2 separate regions of the Sus scrofa genome follow, and region 2 is linked to region 1. Evidence: chromatin contacts called from public promoter capture Hi-C data. All regions are on one chromosome and are shown on one strand. Each heading gives the region's core, a stretch centred on a gene start, on an enhancer-like site or on the middle of the called end of the contact. The rest is flanking DNA. Distances are from core to core; before and after follow the strand shown.

Region 1 (4,179 bases), core at 796-3,295:
TGCCGCAGTGATTCAACCCCTAGCCTGGGAACTTCCATAGGCTGTATGTGCAGCCCTAAAAAGCAAAATAATAGTAATAATAATAACAACCCATATTAGGAACACAAATCAGAACAAAGGCCTTGCCTTAGTGCCTCCAGATGGGGGGGCTTGAGGGCCCGAGCTCAGCCAGACTTAACTCTTTAGTTGCCAGATCTAAGGAGGTTTGGGGGATCCCAAGGATGGAACCGATGAGTGCAGACAGATTGGCCACAGCAGTGCAAACGGGCTGATGTTCCTGTGGCATTCCACGGGGCCACAGGGGTTTGAGGAGGCCCAGGTCCTGGGTACTATGGGACTTCAAGAGCTTCTGAGAGGGAGAGATTTTCCTGCAGAACCCGGGCTGGGAGAAGAAGCAAGCAGGCCAGCAGTCAGCTGGGTCAAGGCAAACCCTGACCCTCTACCTCCACTCTCAGTGTACGTGTCCTCCTTAGGGCTCCTCCTCTTCCTAATCGGCCCAGATTTACTAAGGCAAATTTACTCAGCTTGAAAGAGTAAATTTCTAAATAAACTGGTCATTTTTATTTTATTTATTTATTTATTTTGGCTGCACCCATGGCATGTGTAAGTTCCCAGGCCAGGGATCAAAACCCTTGAAACCGAGCCATAGCAGTCACAATGCCAGATCCTTAACCCATTGAGCCGCCAGGGAACTCCCTCAACGGGTCATTTTTATAATATAAAGAGGCTCTAACAAATATTCCTTGACCCCAGTTTTCTTTGTTTTGTGGAGGAGAGAAAAGCAAAATTCCAAACTGACCTATGTTTCCTCCATATTGAGTTGAAAGGGCTAGAGAGCTGACTTCAGACTATGAGCCAGCCCCTGGCAAACACCCTCATGGCTTTCTATTCAAAGGGCCCTTTAACCTGTCAGGACGCCCTGAACTCCTTGGAGAGGTCCTGCCTGGTGCCATGCGGTTAGATGATCCTTGAAATCAAGGCCTAAGAGAACTGCTTCAGGCCTTAAGAACCTGCAGGAGGCTCTGCAGGCGGAGATGGGGACGGTGGGTGGGGAAGTCGGTATCTTTGGTCTCCAGGTCCAAGGTCACATTGCAGGCAGGGCCCGGCAGGTTCTTCCCCTTTTCGTTCAAGGCCATTTGCTCTACAGACCTTCCATGGTCTTTGAACACCTACACAGAGGCTCGGGATTGCTGATGGCACCACTGAGGTCTAAGGCCCCTCAGGGAATCACGAAGGAGCAAAAATGCCAGTGGTGCTTCTCAGACCTGCAGGCTGGAAGTCACCTGGGCCCAAGGCTGTTTACTTTTCCTTTTGACTCAGAGAATGAAGAGAGAGGGCACTGCTTTCTATCAAAAGACACTGAAAAGTCCTTTAAAATTTTTTAATTTTTTTAAACAACCCTTCCTGGGCGTGTCCAGCTGTTTAAAGTAAGGCCCCTAGTTTCCAGCACTGGCAGAAGGCCAGCGCATGTGGAAACTAGTGCTGGGGTGTAGGGTGAGAGGGCGCAGAGAGCACCATCCGCAGCCAGGGAAGGGGCCACTGATTTAAGGGCCCATCACTTCGGGCCCCCGCACAGCCTCAGAAAGTGTTCCCGCCCGGATCCGGGAGTCCAGCGCACCTGGAGGGGGCTCGGTGTTCACGCCCAGAGGGCGCTGCAGACTGGCGCCAGCAATCGAGGACCAACTCCCGCCCCTCCCGCCAGTCTCCCGGGCAGAGCCTCAAAACCCTTGGCCAGGGCGGTAGGGGGGTGCGACCAGTCCCCAACCCCCGGGAACACCGGAGCAGCAGAGCCGAAACCCGGGGAACCGCGGCGCGCGGGGACCGTGGCCCTGGGGGTAGGCGAGGCTCGGCTTCCCTGGCGCGGTGCGGAGGCGGGGCTGGGGAGCCGGGCTTGGGGCGTTCCTTGGGGGCCGGGCCTGTGGCTCAGGGGGCGGGGCGGGGTTCTAGGGGGCGGGGCTCTAGGGGGTGGGGACTGGGGCTGGCCCCGAGACCTGGCGAGCTGGGGGTGGGGGGCGAGTTTTTTGCAACGGCTAAGGGCCTGCGGGTTTATTATAAGGCGGAGCTCGGCGGGAGAGGTGCTAGCGGTAGCTGAGCGGAGCCGGAGGAGTCTAGCACCAGAGCGAGGACTGCAGCCAGGGGACCCCGCAGCCCTCGCCTAGGACAGCAGCGCGCTTGGGCATCGCTCAAGGGAGCTGGGCGCAGCGCAACCCGCAGAGCCGACTCGGAGCCTCGCGCAGACGGCTCAGCGCCGCGCACCCCTGACCCGCGCAACCCGCTGCGCTCCCGCCGCTGGTCCGGGCAGCATGAGGCGCGCGGCGTTTTGGCTCTGGCTCTGCGCGCTGGCGCTGCGCCTGCAGCCGGCCCTCCTGGTGAGTGCGGCCGGGGGCTTGGCCGGGAGGTGGCGGGAAGCCGGGGCTGGCGGATCGGCCGATACCGGCGACCGCACGTGGAGGGGGAGGGGAAGCGGGGACTTCCCCTCTTCCCGCGCTAGCAAGGCTGGCGGGGAGACTAGGAGCCCCGAAATCAGGGCTCTTGACCCAACTGCCTCCGCCGTCGGGGAATGGGGGGGGGGGGCCGTGGGTTCCGCAGCTCCGGGAGGAGGCTTGGGGCGTCCCGTGGAGCAGAGCCTGCGCCGGGGCCCCGAGCTCAATTACGTAAAAGGGCTCCAGTGGCGAAAGAGCCAGCCAGCCAGCGGCGGCTCCTGGGGTCGCCGGCTCCCACCCAGTCACCCCGGGCACTGCGGCGGCAGGGCCCCTCGCCGGTGACCCAGGAGGATGCCGAGATCGCGGCTAATACGCCCCGCCCGCGGACCCTAATTCAAACCAGATCGGTCGAGCCGGAGCGCCCGGCCCCTCTGGCAGAGGCAAGTTTGGGAGCAGCGGAATCGGCGCGGGAGCAGGCGGGCGTGTGCACTAAGGAGCCCCAGCCAGGGCTGCGAGGACGACCGGGGCGGGCGGACAGAGGTGGGGTCTCGGCTGTCCGTTGGCTGGCCGAACGGAGCCAGGCCGGGTGTAGCAGGAGGTTCCGGGAAGTTGGCCTCGGAACGCAAGAGACCCGCAGGAACCCAACTTCTGGGCTGTTGAAGTTGTGCTGCCTGCGGAGGGGCGAGAGCCTGCGCTGGGCACGGTCGGGGCGCGCGGGCTGCTTCCACGCGAGTGGACCCGGGAATGGCTTTACCCCTCCCCCGGCCTGGCTTTGTGCTGGAGCAGCGCGGAGGGAAGGCGGGTCCCTTGGCCCGCCCAGTGGAGCTAGAAGAAAAGGGGGACAAACGTGGAGCCCGAAGCTGGGGGGAGGCCGTGGGGTAGAACTCCAGCACCCACCTTTGGAGAGGGGTGGGTCGCCTCTAAAGAGGGATCTGGCCGACAAAGAGATCCGGAGGGTCCCCAGAAAGTGCTCTCCCGCCCCAGCCGCCGTCCGCTGGCCCGCCTTCCCCAAAGGGGGCGCTTTGTTCTCGGCCCCGGTAACCCTTTCCTGGGAACCGCCCCGCGGCTCCAGCCTACTATGGGCTGAGACCTGGGCTGCCGCCAGGTGTCAGCGCTGGCCGCCGGGTGCTCACGTCCACCCCCACAGCCCCCACAGCCGGTGCCCGAGTCCCAGGGTCCTCTCCTCTGCTCCGTGTGAGCCAGGTCGGCCATCCCCGGGGATGGAGAGGGGAGGTGCGGACCGAGGGGGCTCGCCCCCTTCCGGAAGTGGCGGTCTCTCGCTACCACATCTGGACGGCTCACTTCCCCAGCTCTGGCAAAAGGAGGCACGTGGGAGGGCAAGGAGCGGCGGCCGGGGGTGGGTACCCCGGTCCTCCACTTACAGTGTATTTTCCGGCCAAGTCTCTCGGCAACACCAAGCCAACCCTCTGGAAGCAGGTCCCTCTACAATAATAGTAGCTCTAGTTATTGAGAGCCTTGGGGTATTTTACAGGGTCCGGCTCAGGCAAGGTGTTTTTCAGACCGATCTGTGAGGTGCCTTTCTTGCTTCCCAGGTGACTGCTGTGCTTGGAAGCCTTTCGGAGTCTAGGAAAGGGTCCCCGGTGTCTCGTGAATTGCGGATGAGTTGGAGTGTGTGCCTAAGGGGTGCCCTAGCTGGAGGAGCCTTGGGGGCAGATAGGATTTCTGAGCTGGGTCTCCAGGGTGCTCCTGGTTTTCAGGCGCTTTCAAGACATGGGCATCTGGCTTCTCCTTCGCT
Region 2 (4,355 bases), core at 1,262-3,761, 110 kb after region 1:
CTGGTGTCCACTTGTTCATTTACTCAACAGCTATTTATTCAACCCCCATTAATGTGCCAGGCTCTGTTCTAGATGCAGGAGCTATGGCTGTGAGCATGACAGAGGAGTTCCCTGCCTGCCTGGAGCTTCCATGTTAGTGCGTGGAGAGAAAACAAGCAAATAAACAGATACTCAGGTGGGGTTAAGGATCCAGTATTGTCACTGCTGTGGCTCGAGTTCGAGCTCTGGCCTGGGAACTTCCACATCCCATAGGCACAGCAAAACGAAACAAGCCCCCAAAGCAACTGTCCCAAATACTCAAAACTTGTCATTTCATTGCTGATACGTGCAATGAATCAAAAAAAAAAAATCAGGACAGTGCAGCGAGAGAGCCCGCAGGGTGCCACTTTAGGGAGGTGACGTTTATTCTGGGCAAAGATGGGCAGGAGAATATTCTAAACAGGGGAAGAGCTGGGGGCTTAAGGTGGAGCCACGTTCTGCTCCCCCAGTTTGAACAGCAGGGGGCTGATGTAGAGGAGGGGTGGGGAGAGTTGAAGACAGAGAGGCAAGTAGAAGCCCTAACTGGTAGAGAATTTTGGCCATGGTAAGGAATCCAGGTATTATTCAAATCACAATTGGGAAGGGACCTGATCTCATTTAAAACCTTTACGGATCACTCTGGTTGTGGCGTAGACTGCATCGTAGGGGACGAGAGAACGGGGAGACCCTGAGAGCCACGTGGGTGAGACTGTGGCAGCCATGGACATGGAAGAGAAAGGAGGGGTTGAGAGCCATGGAACGGAGTTCACGGAACTTGGCGATGAATCCCACGTGGTGAGGAAGAGGAACTGGGGATCAGGATGCTCTCCAGGCTTGAGAGGCCGAGTCCATGCTGGTGCCAGTTACCAAGATGGGAAAGACCAGATCGTTAACAGTTTTAGTGTGGCCTGTGTTAATTTTGCCATGCCTGGTAGATGCCCAAATGGAGATGACAAGTGACGTGAGCCTCGGTGGAAGGGTTAGAGCTGAAGACGCAAGTGCGGGAGGCATCAGCCTACGAGTTGTCTTAAAGCCCCGGGGAGGCCTTCTAGGAAGCGTCTAGAGGAAGAAGAGAAGTGGACACATATCAATAGGTAGAGGTTGACCGAAACCAACAGGGACAGGCAGAGAGAGAAGGAAAGTGGGGAGGTGGTTTCCGCCAAAGCCAGGAGAAGGCGACCTTTCAAGGAGGAGGCAGGGCCAACCATCCCAGGGCTGCTGACAGATCCAACAGCTGGGCAGAGAACTGACCCCAGGCTTCAACAAGGTGAAGGTCATGGAGATTCTGACAAGGTCGGTTTTAGTGCAGTGGTGGGAATGGGCACCCCGGGGGTGGGTGTGGAGGAAGGGCAGTGAATAAGCGAGAGAAGCGGGCAGAAAGAGCTTCTTAAGGTAATTCTACTGTGATGCACAGCAAACCATTGGAGCAGTAGCTGCTGAGGGAGAGGGGCAGCAAGGGGGTAGTTTTGTGTTTGTTTTGTCTGTGTTTGGGGGGTTTTTTGGTTTATTTTTTGTTTTGTTTTGTTGGCCGCAACTCGTAGTGGCTTGATGTGGGATCTCAGTTCCCAGACAAGGGATTAAACCCAGGCCGCAGTGGTAAAAGCTTCAAGTCCTAACCCCTAGACCACCAGGGAGCTCCCCTGATGTTTCTTTTTAAAGAGATGGGAGCTTGTAGAGAATTTCTGTATGCTGATGAGAAAGATCCCATGGAACGGGGAAATTACGATGAAGGAGCCTAGATAATAAGCCATGTCACGGGCAGGGATCTTCGGAAGGCAAAAGGAGTGGGATCCAGAGCTCGAGACAAGCTCCTTTATCTAGGACCCGGGATGGTGGGCAGGAGATGGGTACGGATGCCAGGAGGCTTATCGTTTTAAAGGGGGAGGGGAAAATGGGATTCCTGCCAATATTTTCTGTTTTCTCCTTGTATTAGGAAACAAACCGATCAGCTAAAAGACACGTAGAATTAGAAGACAGAGAAGAAGGTGGAATGAAAAGGCCAGGGACAGGAGTTCCCATTATGGCTAGTGGGTTAAGAGCCAGACGAGTACCCATAAGGATGCCAGTTCGATCCCTAGCCCCGCTCAGTGGGTTAAGGATCCAGCGTTGCTGAGAATTGTGTAGGTTGCAAATGCGGCTTGGATCCTGCATTGCTGTGGCTGTGGTGTAGGCTGGCATCTGTACCTCCGATTCGACCCCTAGCCTGGGAACTTCCATGTGCCACTGATTCAGCCATAAAAAGACCAAAAAAAAAAAAAAACAAAAAACAAAAACAAAAAAACAAAAGAAAAAAGAAAGAAACACTAGCCCTTTCACTGGCCAAGGAGGACCACTGGGGGTGGGTTCGAGGGTGAGGTCATGGTACTGAAAGCTGCTCCCTGCTTGCCCAACCCTCACCACACACACCGCCCCCCCACCGCAGCATGGCCTAGAGCAACCACGCCCACGTGGTGGGCCTGGGAACACAAAGATACCACACATGGGGCGGGGTCCTGGCCCCTGTGCTCGGAAGACAAACAGTCCAGCCACAAAGAGCTTCTCAGAGGCATTTTATTGGGGTGCGTATGTGTCTCCCTCACGGTCAGGCATCCACTTGCCTCCGGAGAAAGGGCCCCTTCAGCCCCCAGGTTAGTCATCCATCCTGGGCAAACAACGGGGCCTTTCCACGACTTTCCCAGCCACCCCAGGGATCAGAGCCTAGCACAGAGGCTGCTCACAGGGATGCTTCGTAACTTCTTCTCGAATAAAGGAACACATGAGGGCCACCATCCGCCCAAGGGCGGAAAAACCTCACCTCCCACCTGACCAGACTGACGCGCCCCTCCCCTGCCCCTTCCCTGCAGGGCAGCCAGGATGACGGAGCCCAGCTCCGGGAGGGCCCCCGGAAGTTCTCCGGGTTCAAAGGAAGCGCCTCCTGAGAGGGGAGGGCAGACAGAGTCCTCAGGGGCCGAGGAAAGAAAGCAAGCCCTTTCCTTCCTTGATCGGGCACAAAAGGGCTGGTGTTAATTAAGTTCGGGATCCTGTGGGGGCACCAGCCTGACCGCCTTCTCTCATGACCTCCTGGTCGTGACCTCTCCGTGGCCAGAGAAGCCTCTGGAGCACGGCCTCAGTGCCTCACCAGCCGTGGTGAGGCTCTTGACCTCAGGCTAGGGCCCTCCAAGCAGAATGGCCACCTCATTGACGGCAGGGTCAGAGGTCCGCCAGTCCGGGGTCATGCTATTTCCAGCAGGGCCCCCAGTCCTGGTTCAGGCCGAAGGTGGGCTGATGGAGAGCTGTCCCCTGGGGGTCTGGGCCTGAGGCCCGCACGCCTGTGCTCTTGATCCTCTTCGTCTCCACCCGTCCTTTGCCTCTGGGAGCCTCCTGAGGGCCCTGGGCAGCTAGACGAAGAGTGGGAACCTAGCTGGATCTGGAAGAATGTTTTTTGGTCTTTTTGTCTTGTGGGGGCCGCACCTGCGGCATATGAAGGTTTCCAGTCTAGGGGTCCAATCAGAGCTGTAGCTGCCAGCCTACACCACAGCCACAGCAACTTGGGATCTGAGCCGCATCTGCAGCCTACACCACAGCTCATGGCCACGCCAGATCCTTAACCCACTGAGTGAGGCCAGGGATTGAACCTGCATCCCTAGGGATGCTAGTCAGATTCATTTCTGCTGAGCCACAACGGGAACTCCATGGTAGCACTTTGAGAAGCTCATCTCAGGGAAAATGTGCTGAGCCTTCCCGAAGGGGTTCTCAGTTTGGCTGGGAACCAAGAGAAAGAATAGGCCAAGTGGGTTATGGGCCCAGAAGCTGAGCAGGAGAGGGACGCGCACAGCTGGCTCCCGGCTCCTGCTGACGGGCTCACCAAGCCCTGCTGGGCAGGAGCAGACCCAGCTGCCAGGAGGCTGACCAGAGAGAGGCCCTGAGTGCCAGGGAGGCTGAGGGGCTCTTGGTCAGGCTGGGAAGGAGCCACTCTGCAGGAGATGGTGAGGGGGTGACCTCGCCCCAAACCTGAGGGCTGGCAAGGGACACGCCCTCACCCAGCGGGGCCCAGGTCCAGGGAAGCCTCCCCTGCGAGGAGGCTTTGAAAGGAGCTTCCAGAACAAGCAAGGACAGCTTATGGGTGAGCCTTTGTGCCTGTACTAGTGTCCTGAGGCCACCGCAACAACGCACCACAGAGTGAGGAGCTTAAACAACAAAATGTATTTTCTCATGGTTCAAAATCATCTAAGTCTGAGATGAAGGTATCAGGAGGGCTGGTGTCTCCTGGGCCTCTGCGTCTGGCCTGACACCTTATGTGGCCTTTCCCGGTGTCTTCCCTCTTCTTATGAGGCCATTAGTCACACTGGATTAGGGCC

What was found. Promoter capture Hi-C pulls out the DNA fragments that hold promoters and counts their contacts.
Region 2: a promoter capture Hi-C map of fetal liver shows a contact between it and region 1, with 4 times the contacts expected there. The contact joins the enhancer-like site here to the promoter of SDC1 in region 1. A contact is called at or near these places in 2 of 5 promoter capture datasets (fetal liver and liver) and 9 of 47 Hi-C or Micro-C datasets (embryonic fibroblasts, fetal liver, fetal skeletal muscle and 4 more).

Annotation. Positions count from the first base shown.
Region 1 is chr3:117,985,540-117,989,718 of Sscrofa11.1, forward strand. It overlaps SDC1 (syndecan 1), which reads left to right and starts at 2,046. Exons shown (of 5, transcript NM_001243190.1): 1 at 2,046-2,369. The coding sequence starts at 2,304.
Region 2 is chr3:118,094,745-118,099,099 of Sscrofa11.1, forward strand. No RefSeq gene overlaps it. Among named protein-coding and RNA genes, the nearest start is that of LAPTM4A, 55 kb to the right of the region's middle. Within about 2 kb of position 2,512, at least 4 of the 83 cell types and tissues checked have an H3K27ac peak or open chromatin away from gene starts, as enhancers often do. A contact at or near this core is called in fetal liver, where this site is marked.